3 separate regions of the Oryctolagus cuniculus genome follow, and regions 2 and 3 are each linked to region 1. Evidence: chromatin contacts called from public Micro-C data. All regions are on one chromosome and are shown on one strand. Each heading gives the region's core, a stretch centred on a gene start, on an enhancer-like site or on the middle of the called end of the contact. The rest is flanking DNA. Distances are from core to core; before and after follow the strand shown.

Region 1 (3,807 bases), core at 709-3,208:
AGAATGAATAAGTGATCCTATGTAAAATCAGAGCGAGTGCAGCTCTGTGATCTAGGGCATGTGCTGTGCTTGCTTGCTTGCTTGCTTGCTATTTATTTGAAAGGCACTGTTAGAGAGAGAGAGAAGAATACAGAGAGAGAGGTCTTCCATCCGTTGGTTCACTCCCCTGATGGCCACAATGGTTGGGGCTGGGCCAGGTGGGCCAGGCCAAAGCCAGGAGCTAGGAGCTTTTTTCTGGGTCTCCCATCTGGGTGCAGGGGCCCAAGCACTTTGACCGTCCTCCACTGGTTTCTTGTCATATTAGCAGGGAGCTGGATCGGAAGTCGAGCCGCTGGGACTTGACCCAGCACCCATATGGGGTGGGGGCACAACAGGCAGATGATTAACCCACTGTGCCACAATGCTGACCCCTGTGTGCTGTGCTTTCTTAAATAGCCTCAATCTCATGGGAGCAGGATCACTTTATTATTCCTTATAGGGCCAGAGCTAAACCCCCGTGCTCTTAAAATCTGGGGTTTTCCCTCTGGCCTCTGTTAACCTTCAACTATGCTAGTCCCAGCTAAATGACAGATGCCAATTTATAGCTATCTGAAAAGCTTTATTTTTGACTTGAAGTGTCTGCTTTGCCAAAACTTCAGAAGCTTAGCTCCAGAGGGGTATAGTGTAACTCTTGTGCTACCCTTTCATATTAGATCAGTAAGTGAGCCAGTAAGACCTGGTGAACACTTATCATGAGCTTAGTATTATACATGAGGAATATAAAACTTGGACTTTATTCAAAGAATTTATAGGTCAGCATGGGAGAAAAAAATAGTTGTGAATCAGATGAAAATAGAAGACACCATAAATTAATCACCTACATAATGTGGTATGAGTAATGCATGCCTTAGAAATTCATAAATGGGAGAACTGAATGGAGTATTTGGAGAGAAGCAGTGTTTTTTATAAGTCTGCAGGGATTAGTAGATTTGGAGCACAAGGAAGCAGGTGAAGAGAAACAAAAGAATAAACTTGTTTCCTATGTTAAATTCAATCTGTGTTCTGTCTTATTAAAGAGAGCTCATGTTCAAATTAATAGCTTATAATGGTCTAATACAATTTAAGAAGAAAATGTGTTTGTAAAAGCATCACTAGGTCCAAAGAAAATTATTTCCAGTGACTGTTAGGAGATGTTAAATTTATTTTATTTTCCTGGGTATAAATGACAGAATTATTTTAGTTGTTTTTCCTAACATCTCAGTGGTGTAGGTTTGGAAGGAACCTCCGAAGGGCATCTGACCCAGTTCATCCTGCTTATAGGCAGATTTGGAAGCCGTTTCCAGACAGACTGGCTTGCCTCCTGCTCTTCATGTTTTCTAGGAAAAGAGATTCCACAAGTTTCTGTGGTTACCCACTCCATTGTTTAGGAAAGAATTGGATTCTCAAAACTAAAATTGAGAGCTGTGGGGCACTTGGTTTTTTGTATCTTTTAAAGAATGTAATTATTAAAGAACTTATTTGCTTTGAACTACATAGTAGCTTGTGGCAACTGCCTGTTCAGCCAAATTGAAAATCAGGGTCTCTTTTGACTGTGACCAGGATAATATTAATGCCCGCAGACTCAAAGGATTCTCATTTTCTCCATTTAACACGTATTTGTTATGTTTTTACTCTGTGCCAGGCCCTAGGCTGAGTACTGGCTCCAGAGATGAATCAGGAGTATTCTCTGTGCCAGGGGAACTGACAATCTCCTGGAGAATATGGCAGCTGTGTGTTGTGCTGGAGTCTCTGTTTCACTTGTGTGGAAGGAAGAGAGAAGTTGTGAAGGGAGCAAGTGTTTCTTTAGTGCCTGTTGTCTGCTTGGCACGTGCCACACACTTTGCATGGGTCTAATGTAAGCCTTTTTATCACAGCCTTGGGAGGAAGGTAGTCCCATCCTGATTTCGCAGAGAAGAGCTGAGGCTGGTGAGAGTCAGTTATTTGCCCACAGTCATACAGCTAGAAAGTGGCAGTTCTGGAACACGACCTGAGTGCTGTCTGCAGAGCACGTGCCACACAGCACAGAGCCCCTCTTGAGCCATGAGTCATCGCTTTGGAGTCTGACTTTAGATTTTACATTGTCAAACTCAGTGGGAAATGCCCCTTCATTCACAGCCTGAATGTGGGCCAGTAACCTCCCGTCTCCCTCGTAGTAGGATAATTTTAGCAGGGATGGTAATGGGCCAGAGGAGAAGTTTGCTTTGAGGTGACTTTCATACCCTGTTTCTGGAGGTTAGAAGACAACATGGATTGTGTGCCATTTGGCCCATGACCGGCCTTTTCCTCAGGGAACTGCCCCACGCCTCTCCTCCCCCAGCACTACTGCAGACAGAGATGAGGGAAGAGAAGGTGCCTCAAGGTGTCTAATGTGCTGTAAAAACCAAAGTTAGAAATCTTAGTTTTCTGGTTGACAAATAAGGAATGACACTCCTGAAGGGTAACAGTGTTGGTGCTAAGAAATTCACCAAGATAGTTACCTCTGTGAAAATGGGGAGGGGATTTCAGAGTTTATAGTAATTCTTGATTATGGTGTGATTTCCTCCAGATTTTATCTAATGTTTTTCAGAGTCTGTGTTTGTATTTTTCATCCATATCTTTAATTAAAATGATGCTGATAATAACAATTATCATTATGTGCTTTTATCTTTGACCTAAGAAGTCATTCAGTCATTCTCATTTTACAGATGTGAAAATTGAGGCACAGGGCCATTGTTGTGGTATAGCTACCACTTACAGTGCTGGCATCCCGTATGGGCACTTGTTCATGTCCCAGCTGTTCCACTTCCAATCCGGCTCCCTGCTAATGTGCCTGGGAAAGCAGCGGAAGATGGCCCAAGTGCTTGGGCCTCTGCCACCCGTGTATGAGGCCTGCAAGAGGCTCCTGGTGTTAACCTGGTTGTTGAAGTCATTTGGGAATTGAACCAGTGGATGGAAGATAACTCTCTGTCTCTCCCTTTCCTTCTGTAACTCTGCCTTACAAATAAATAAATAAGCATTTTTTTTTCAAAAGGGGAAAAATTGAGATGCAGAATAGTAAAGTGATTTGCTCAAGGTCACAAAAGCTAGTGCTGCTGATATAATTTAATAGTTACTTTTATTTTTAGTTCAGAGTAATCTCAACTAGAATGCTTCTATTAGCAACAATAATACTAGTTTGAATTATTCTAGTATAGAATATAAGTTCATTCTCCCAGAGAGACATTTTAATCATAGGATCTTTTTTTAAGATATATTTATTCATTTGAGAGGTAGTTACAGACAGAAGGAAGGAAAAACAGAAAGGTCTTCTTTCCAGTGTTTCATTCCTCAAATGGCCACAGTGACCAGAGCTGAGCCGATCCGAAGCCAGGAACCAGGAGCTTCTTCGAGTCCCCCACACAGGTACAGGGTCCCAAGCACATAGACCATCTTTCACTGCTTTCTCAGGCCATAGCAGAGAGCTTGGAGTGGAAGAGGGACGGTTGGGACATGATTCAGCACCCATATGGGGTGCTGGCACCACAGGCAGAGGCTTAGCCCACTACACCACAGTGCTAGCCCATAGGATTTTTTTTAAAGATTTATTTATTTGAGGCCCGTGCCACAGCTCACTAAGCTAATCCTCTGCCTGTGGCACCAGCACCCCAGGTTCTAGTCCCAGTCGGGGTGCCAGATTCTGTTCTGGTTGTTCCTCTTCCATTCCAGCTCTCTGCTGTGGCCCGGGAAGGCAGTGGAGGATGGCCCAAGTGCTTGGGCCCTGCACCTGCATGGAAGACCAGGAGGAAGCACCTGGCTCCTGGCTTCAGATCG
Region 2 (3,807 bases), core at 853-3,352, 490 kb after region 1:
AGTGGGAGCAGCGGTAGTCACCCGGAGGCTTACGGCCTGAGCTCGCCCAGGCTGGCCCTCCCAAGTGTGCGAGCCTCGGGCCCCGGGGCCCCCTGATTGGCTGGGGGAAGGACGTCAGAGACTCACTTACCACCTGCTCTGCGGGGCGGGAGGAGCCCTTCCTGCCTCTGAGACATTGAGCACCGAGGATCGAGGATGGAGGGCCCAAAGCAGTGGCGCACAGAGTGATTGATGTCGTTTGTCTTGGTGAAGAATGACTGTCAGGAACGGTGGGAGTCCCCAAACCCCACCGAACTGACTCACTGCATCCCAGAGGCTTTCCAAGACGAAACCCCCGTTGAGCGCAAATGAACACTTCTTTACCCAGAGCTGATCCGATCTCCCCGTCTGGGGGCTTCCCAGAGCCCTATAACTTCCCTTCATGGATCTGTGGTGCAGACCGCCGCGGATTAGATCACACCACAGAAGTCAGGATGCAAGAAGCGTGGCCCACCTGGGCCCCAGGCAGCCTGGGCCTGAGATGCACAGCTCTCAGAGGCCTAGGACCACCAGGGCCCCGCCATCTTTGCCTTGAATGGGGTCAGACAGCAGCTGCTTCCAGGCCTGGCCCCAGCCCCTGCCTCCTTGGCAGGGCAAGCTGTCTCAGGCCCCTGAAGGCCACGCACCTCCCCTGCCCCGAGCTGACCTGTTTGCTCACCACCGCCAAACCACAGCGTCTTCCGAACCACAGGGCCAGCCTCGCGGCACCCGTAGCTTCTCCATTTATCTGGAAACACAGACCATAGACGGTTACCTCCCTCCTCGTGATAAGGGCAGCTGGGGGCTCAGGAACCCAAAGCCAAGAAGGAAAAGGGAACGTTTGCCTCCTCTTGTCCGGAGAAGATCACACTGAAACAGTGGGGAGATGGGGCCCAGATTCTCACCAGGCTGCCCCACGGCCTGGCGTTGGCATTGAACTCACCCCCCCCAACGGTTCTGGGGGGCAGGAGACCCTGGGCCTGGTGTCTCATTTGCTCCCCATCCTATTCCAGGTTTTGGGCTCAGAACACAAGCAGTGAGGCTCAATCAACTTATTAATCCTAAGTCTTGGGCTCCAAGAGACCTAAGTTCAAATTGGACCAGGTTTTTATTTATATTTATTTATTTTTAAAGATTTATTTATTTATTTGAAAGGCAGAGTTACAGAGAGAGATGCAGATTCACTCCCCAAATGGCCCAACGGCTGGAGCTGGAGCTGGACTAATCCAGAGCCAGAAGACAGGCGCTTCCTCCAGGTCTCCTGCACAGGTGCAGGGGCCCAAGAAGCTGCACCATCTGCTTTCCCAGGCCATAGCCAGAGAGCTGGATCAGAAGTGGAGCAGCCGGGATTCGAACCGGCATTCATAAAGGATGTCGGCACTGCAAATGGTAGCTTTACCCGCTGCGCCACAGTGGCGGCCCCTACAGGCTTTTCTTTTTTAACAAGACCATTTGTTGGTTCTGCTAAGTGGGGAACAGAGGGCAATGCCGGCTTCAGGCAAGCTCGGGCTGCGGGGGAGGGTGCAGCCTCCCTTCCTCTACAGCTGGGCTCCACTCCGCCAGCAGCGTCTTCCCGGTGTCCTTGGGCAGCGGCTGCAGCACCTCCCAGCTCTCCTGGGCCTCATCACTCATCTCTCTCTCCAGCATCCTGAGCCCGGCTCTTCAGCAAGACTTTCACTGCTTTGTGCTTCGATTCTAGAACCAATTGCTGGGCCAAGAGAACTGGTCACATGAGCACATGGTTAGCATGGAGCCCCTCCTGCACCTGCACCCCGCACTCGCCATGCTCCGAGGCTGCACGGAGGCGCCGAGGAGGCTCTCGCCTGACTCCAGGGCCTCGGTCTTGCCCAGCCTCTGAGCCGTGAGGAATCGATTTCTTCTTGTTGTGAATGACCCAGTCTGTGGTATTCCGTGATAGCATGCAACGGACTGGGCCAGGCACGAAGGCTGGGTGGGGAACGTCGTGGGTGTGTCTTGGTTAGGGTACAAGCTGCTCTCAGGGGCCGCACAGCCCAGATCCACTCCCGCCATGGGGCTCTCCTCCAGGCGGCCCTTTCCGCGACTCCCCCACCTTGAATGCCCCGCAGCCCAGAGCGGATGGGGAGGCGTGGGGGCAGGAGCATGCAGGGCGGTTTTAGGAGCTGGGAGTGGACTTCGTGTCCAGGACGCCTGCCCAGCAGCTCTTGGCCAGCACAGTCCTTGCACACAGTCCCTGCAGGGCGGGCCAGAAATCATGCCTCGTTGAGCCCACAGCCCTGCCCGCTGTGGGGGGGCGGGGCAGTAGGGGGGTCAGAGCGGACCGGAGCTCCAGGCTGCCAGCCTCAGCCTCCATCTCTCTCACGTAGGGCAAAACCCTCCCTCCCCAGCCTCAGTCTCCCCATCTGCCCCATATAACAAAACCCCACTTCACAGCCCCTCACCCCAGCCCTTCTTTCCGCCTTCTGTTTGTCCCAACAGCACCGGTCATCTAACAGACAAAATGCTTTCTCGTTTGTGCAACAGTGAAGGGCCCAGAGAGCACAGCTTTTTGTGTTTAGTTCGCGGCTGAACCCCAGATACCTAGAAAAGGGCTTGGCACTTTGTGAACACTCTCAGTAAGCACTGAGTGAATGAATGAGTGAGCTTTAAACGGCTTCTCGCAAGAGCGGCTTGTCTGCAGTTACAAACAGAGCAACACTGCCATCTGGTGTCAGAAACCTGAATTGCAGGCACAAACTGGTGGTGAGAAAGGCAGTTAGTTCAGGGAAGCCAGGTCGAATCAACTCCATTTTGTTACTTGGGACACCAGGGTCTGACTTGGGATGTCTGAACCAGCCCACAACTGTGTTCTTCTGGTCCACGTGTTCTCCCCTGAAGCTCCCTATGTGACACCCATTGGGTTCTCAGATGCACCGGGCACTCAGCATTTGCTCTGGTGCTGCTAAAACCAGTAACACAGGGAGACCGCAATCTCCAGGAGACAGACCGACAGGAAGAAAGCCTCCCCCCCTACAAAGACCATGAAGGGGAGGCTCTGTGAGGTGCTCCAGTGAGGAGGACCAAGGAGGGGGTGGAGGAGAAGGCAGGGGCAGGAGAGTAGAGCCTGCCTCCAGCTTGACTTGGGTTTGCTTTGGTTTCCTCATCTGTATGAGGATGACATTGGACTAGATGACCTCTGGGCCATAGGCTGAGCCTGACCCTAAAATCCCATAGTGCTTAAGAAGTAGCAGAAGGGTGGCAGTCCATGCGGTTTCTGGAGTTACTGCCTCAAATGCGGGGCACAGAGCTGATGTCCGCATTGGTGCCCCAGTGCCCCAGTGCCATGGGCACCTCTCCAAGAAGACGTGGCTGTTTAGCTTCCGACCCACCCCTGCACAGGCCCAGTCCTGGTGTCCAGGCCCAGTGGGCCCAGTGTTCTCAGCGCCATGGTGACCAGAAGCCACACACACACACACACACACACACACACACACACCATGGTTTGATTTGCTGCTTTCAACAGCCCAGGGGTTGATTCTGGCTGCTCTGTGGTTCCCTTTGGCCCCTGACGTCCACACCAGCAAGATTTGCTTGTCCAGCACCCGCTTCAGGTTGCCTGCTGGGGGTGGGGGGTGAAGGGAGTGGCCCTTGGTGGATTTCTGTCCCCGCGTCCAGCGCCCTGGCTGTCAGCAGCAGGAGCAGCCTTGCCAGCAGATCTCTCCCTCTGGGCTCCTCGGCTCCAGCTCAGTGCAGCCCAGGTATGTGGAGCTCCTTCCAGGGTCATGCGAGGTTTACAAGGTAGGTGGGCTTCTGACCCCAAAGGGCCACCCG
Region 3 (3,807 bases), core at 828-3,327, 260 kb after region 1:
CACCACGTCTGCAGAGTGGGTGTTCTCGCTGCTGCGGCCTGGGAATTACCCCCGATTTTGATCTCTGCTGGCTGCAGCCAGCCTCGAAGGCAGGAGGAACAGATGTTCCCACTGGTTTTGTATCTGAAATCTTGTTGCTCCCCTAACGGCAGTGGTTAGGGGAAAGGCTGTTTTACACTTTGCTGATGCATTCCCCAGGAGAAACAGAAGGCGGACAGGCTCTGGAGGCCACCAGACAAAGCTCAAAACAGGGCCAGCCCTCGCCCAGCCACGTGGGGCAGCTCTCACCTCTCCCACGTCTCTGCCTGCCCCTGGCTCCAAACTCTAGGGGCCAGGACTTGGGTGCTCGCCCCGCTCCCCAGCTCCGCCACACTCACTATTCTGAGGACCCCCACCCACAGGGCCTGGCTTCCTCTTTATGCTTTGTCACTTTCATGCATAAGATGGCTTGTACTTGTTTTATCTTTTAGACACCTTCGCAGATACCTCATTTGCACCTTGACAAAAGGTGAGAGGTGAGAAAAGCATGCATTTTATCTTGAGTTTTACAAGCAAGGAAACCCAAGCACCAACTCGCCATGTGATTCGCTCAAGACCACATGCCGGGGGGTGGGGGGGCTAAACTCCAGCCCTACCCTGGACTCTAGCTCCCTGGGCAGGGAGGGGAGCAGAGCATGGGGAAGGCACACAGGGCCCTGAGCGACCCGCCTAGCTCGTTTTGTTCCAGGTTAACTGACACAATGATCACCAAAAGGAACGAACTTAGTGCGGACACAGCAAGTGGGGAGATCCACTCGGGGAGGGGTGGGGGCCAGGTAAACTTCCTTCCCTGAGCGCCCTGGACCTTCCAGCTAAGCGCGGCTGGGGTGCAGGCTGCCAGGTGGACGACAGCGCGGGCCTGGCCCCAGCTTTTTGGCAGCCAGTGCAGACTGAGCGAGAAGGTGCTTTCAGTGGCTTTCGCCTCTCGGCGCTGCGGGCGGGTGTCTGCCCCGTACCCAAACAGGGACGGCGCACCCTTCGGCAAACCGCATTTCTCAGTGCAAACTGTTGGGGCGTGGAGCTGAAGAGCGAAGGGGGTGCCCCACCGGGGCCGCAGGTCTGGCTCGGCCGGGGATGGGAAGTGGCCTGGAGCGCGCGACAGGCCCAGACTGCGCTGGGCGCGGACCCTCGGCGGCCGCGGCACCCCCAACGCCCCGGGAGGCCGGCGGGAAGCTACCTCCGCGCCTGCACGGCTCACCCAGCTTCTCCCCGCGTCCTCCGAGTCCGCTCCCCCGCCCGGGACGCCCCGCGCCACTCCACGCCTTTGGCCCCGGCTCAAGGTCTTGTGATGTGATTAGCAAAGCCAGCGCCTTGTCCTCAGACACTCAGCCCTGCCCGGCAGGCCCCGGCGCTCCAGCCCTGTTTACTGAGCCTGGGCGGGGAGAGGGGCGGAGAAACCAGCTCGGGAGCCTCCGGGCAAGACGGCGGCCGGCCGCCCGCGTGGCCGCTGCCGCCCCCACCCCCAACGCGTCGCTCCACGTGCAGCCCGGCCGGAGCCCCCGCCCTCCGTCCTGAGCACCCTTTGCAAACCAGACGGGCCTCGCGGACGGTTGGCAAGATTCGCGCATTTTGCAATTCCCGCGCCCAACACAAAACCCAGAGTAGCAGATAATAACTTGGCAAATCCGCCTCGCAGGAGCGGGCGGGGACAGACCCGTCCAGGACTGCAGAGCCCTGATCACGTTACACGTGCTGGGGCTTTCCACCACGGCAGCCCCAGCAGAGGGCGAGAGCCGCGTCCGCCGGCCGCCACCCACCCAGCAGCACCCAGCCCGGCCGAGCTCTCCGTGCCGCCCCGGGCGCCCCGGCGGCCGGCCCCGCCCCGAAGTCTCCCCGCTCCCTCCCCCCTCCGGAGGAAAAAAATTGGCGGCGGCCAATGGGAAGCCGGGAAGGCGCCTGACGTCCGCGAGCCGGCGGGCGGCGTTGCCTGGAGACCCCGGCGGGGTCAGCGCGGTGTCCCCGCCCCCCGCGCGCCCGCCCCGCCGCGGCCGGGCGCGCGGGCTCTATATAGGGCGCGCGCTCGCGGGCCGCCGAGTTCCAGCAGTCCGCGAGCTGCCGTCGGCTCCGCGCGGGGGGCGGGCCGGCACCCCGGGGCGCGGAGGAGCGCGCTCTGCTTCCCTCTCCTCTTCCCCCCCGCCCCGCTCCGCACTCCAGGGCAGCCCCTGCCCGGTCCGCGCCGCTTCTCCGCTCGCCCCGCGGCAAACTTTCGGCCCCTGCCCGCCCCTCGCCCGTTATTCGTCGTGGCTCGAGGCCGGCCGCGCCGCCCCGAGGGCTCCTCCCGACCTCCCCGCCTGCGGCTCCGACCATTACGGGACCCAGAAACATGTCGACCACACTTCTGTCCGCCTTCTACGACATCGACTTCTTGTGCAAGGTACGCGGGGCAGCAGGGAGGGAGAGGCGGGCGCGCGGGCCAGCGGAGGCCCCGGGCCGTCTCGGACGTGGCGCGTCTGCCGCCCCCGCGTCGGGGCGACCCCTCCGCGCCGTGACTTTCCCGGCGGGGAAGAGTCCCGCCGCTTGCAGCCGGGTGTGCTCGAGCCTTGTGGGCGGGGAGGAGCCGGCGGCGGCCACGCTGCCCGGGGCTTCCCGGACGGTGTTTGCGCCGCCCACCCGGCGGCCCGCGGGCTGCAGATCACATGTCGGAGCCCAGCGCGGCCAGGCTGGGCGGCCTCCGCCCTCGCCGGCCTTGCTCGCAAACTTGCTGCTCTTTTGCGCGTGTGTACGGGTGGAGGAGGGCGGAGGCCGAGGCGAAGCCTGCAAAAAAAAAAAAAAAAAAAAAATGGGGCGAAAAGGAGCTGGGAAAGAAGAAGCCAGAGGTTGGGGCTGACTGTGCAGCTAGCCTCCCCGTCCGTCTTTTCATCCCTTCCCCGCTCGCTCTCCCCTCCCCGGCAGACGGAGAAATCCCTGGCCAACCTCAATCTGAACAACATGCTGGACAAGAAGGCGGTGGGGACGCCCGTGGCCGCCGCCCCCACCTCGGGCTTCGCGCCGGGCTTCCTCCGACGGCACTCGGCCAGCAACCTGCACGCCCTGGCGCACCCCGCGCCGAGTCCCGGCAGCTGCTCGCCCAAGTTCCCGGGCGCCGCTAACGGCGGCAGCGCGGCGGCCGGTGGCCCGGCCTCCTATGGCACCCTCAAGGAGCCGTCGGGGGGCGGCGGCGGCGGCACGGCCCTGCTCAACAAGGAGAACAAATTCCGGGACCGCTCGTTCAGCGAGAACGGCGAGCGCAGCCAGCACCTCCTGCACCTGCAGCAGCAGCAGCAGCAGCAGCAACAACAGAAGGGAGCCGGCGGCTCCCAGATCAACTCGACCCGCTACAAGACCGAGCTGTGCCGGCCCTTCGAGGAGAGCGGCACGTGCAAGTACGGCGAGAAGTGCCAGTTCGCGCACGGCTTCCACGAGCTGCGCAGCCTGACGCGGCACCCCAAGTACAAGACGGAGCTGTGCCGCACCTTCCACACCATCGGCTTCTGCCCCTACGGGCCGCGCTGCCACTTCATCCACAATGCCGACGAGCGGCGGCCCGCGCCGTCGGGGGGCGCCTCCGGGGACCTGCGCGCCTTCAGCGCGCGCGATGCGCTGCACCTGGGCTTCGCGCGGGAGCCGCGGCCCAAGCTGCACCACAGCCTCAGCTTCTCGGGCTTCCCGTCGGGCCACCACCAGCCCCCGGGGGGCCTCGAGTCGCCGCTGCTGCTGGACAGCCCCACGTCGCGCACGCCGCCGCCGCCCTCCTGCTCCTCGGCCTCGTCCTGCTCCTCCTCGGCCTCC

What was found. A called contact is a pair of places that touch in the nucleus more often than the background predicts.
Region 2: a contact with region 1 is called in a Micro-C map of ear pinna, with 5 times the contacts expected there. The contact joins two enhancer-like sites. A contact is called at or near these places in 4 of 6 Hi-C or Micro-C datasets (ear pinna, embryonic fibroblasts, psoas muscle and 1 more).
Region 3: a contact with region 1 is called in a Micro-C map of ear pinna, with 6 times the contacts expected there. The contact joins the promoter of ZFP36L2 here to the enhancer-like site in region 1. A contact is called at or near these places in 4 of 6 Hi-C or Micro-C datasets (ear pinna, psoas muscle, skin fibroblasts and 1 more).

Annotation. Positions count from the first base shown.
Region 1 is chr2:159,241,978-159,245,784 of mOryCun1.1, forward strand. All of the region lies in intron 26 of THADA (THADA armadillo repeat containing), which reads left to right. Among named protein-coding and RNA genes, the nearest start is that of THADA, 120 kb to the left of the region's middle. Within about 2 kb of position 1,959, at least 1 of the 8 cell types and tissues checked has an H3K27ac peak or open chromatin away from gene starts, as enhancers often do. A contact at or near this core is called in ear pinna, where this site is marked.
Region 2 is chr2:159,730,614-159,734,420 of mOryCun1.1, forward strand. No RefSeq gene overlaps it. Among named protein-coding and RNA genes, the nearest start is that of TRNAI-UAU, 110 kb to the right of the region's middle. Within about 2 kb of position 2,103, at least 1 of the 8 cell types and tissues checked has an H3K27ac peak or open chromatin away from gene starts, as enhancers often do. A contact at or near this core is called in ear pinna, where this site is marked.
Region 3 is chr2:159,502,553-159,506,359 of mOryCun1.1, forward strand. ZFP36L2 (ZFP36 ring finger protein like 2) reads left to right here and starts at 2,078. Exons shown (of 2, transcript XM_008254731.4): 1 at 2,078-2,413; 2 at 2,932-3,807. The coding sequence starts at 2,363.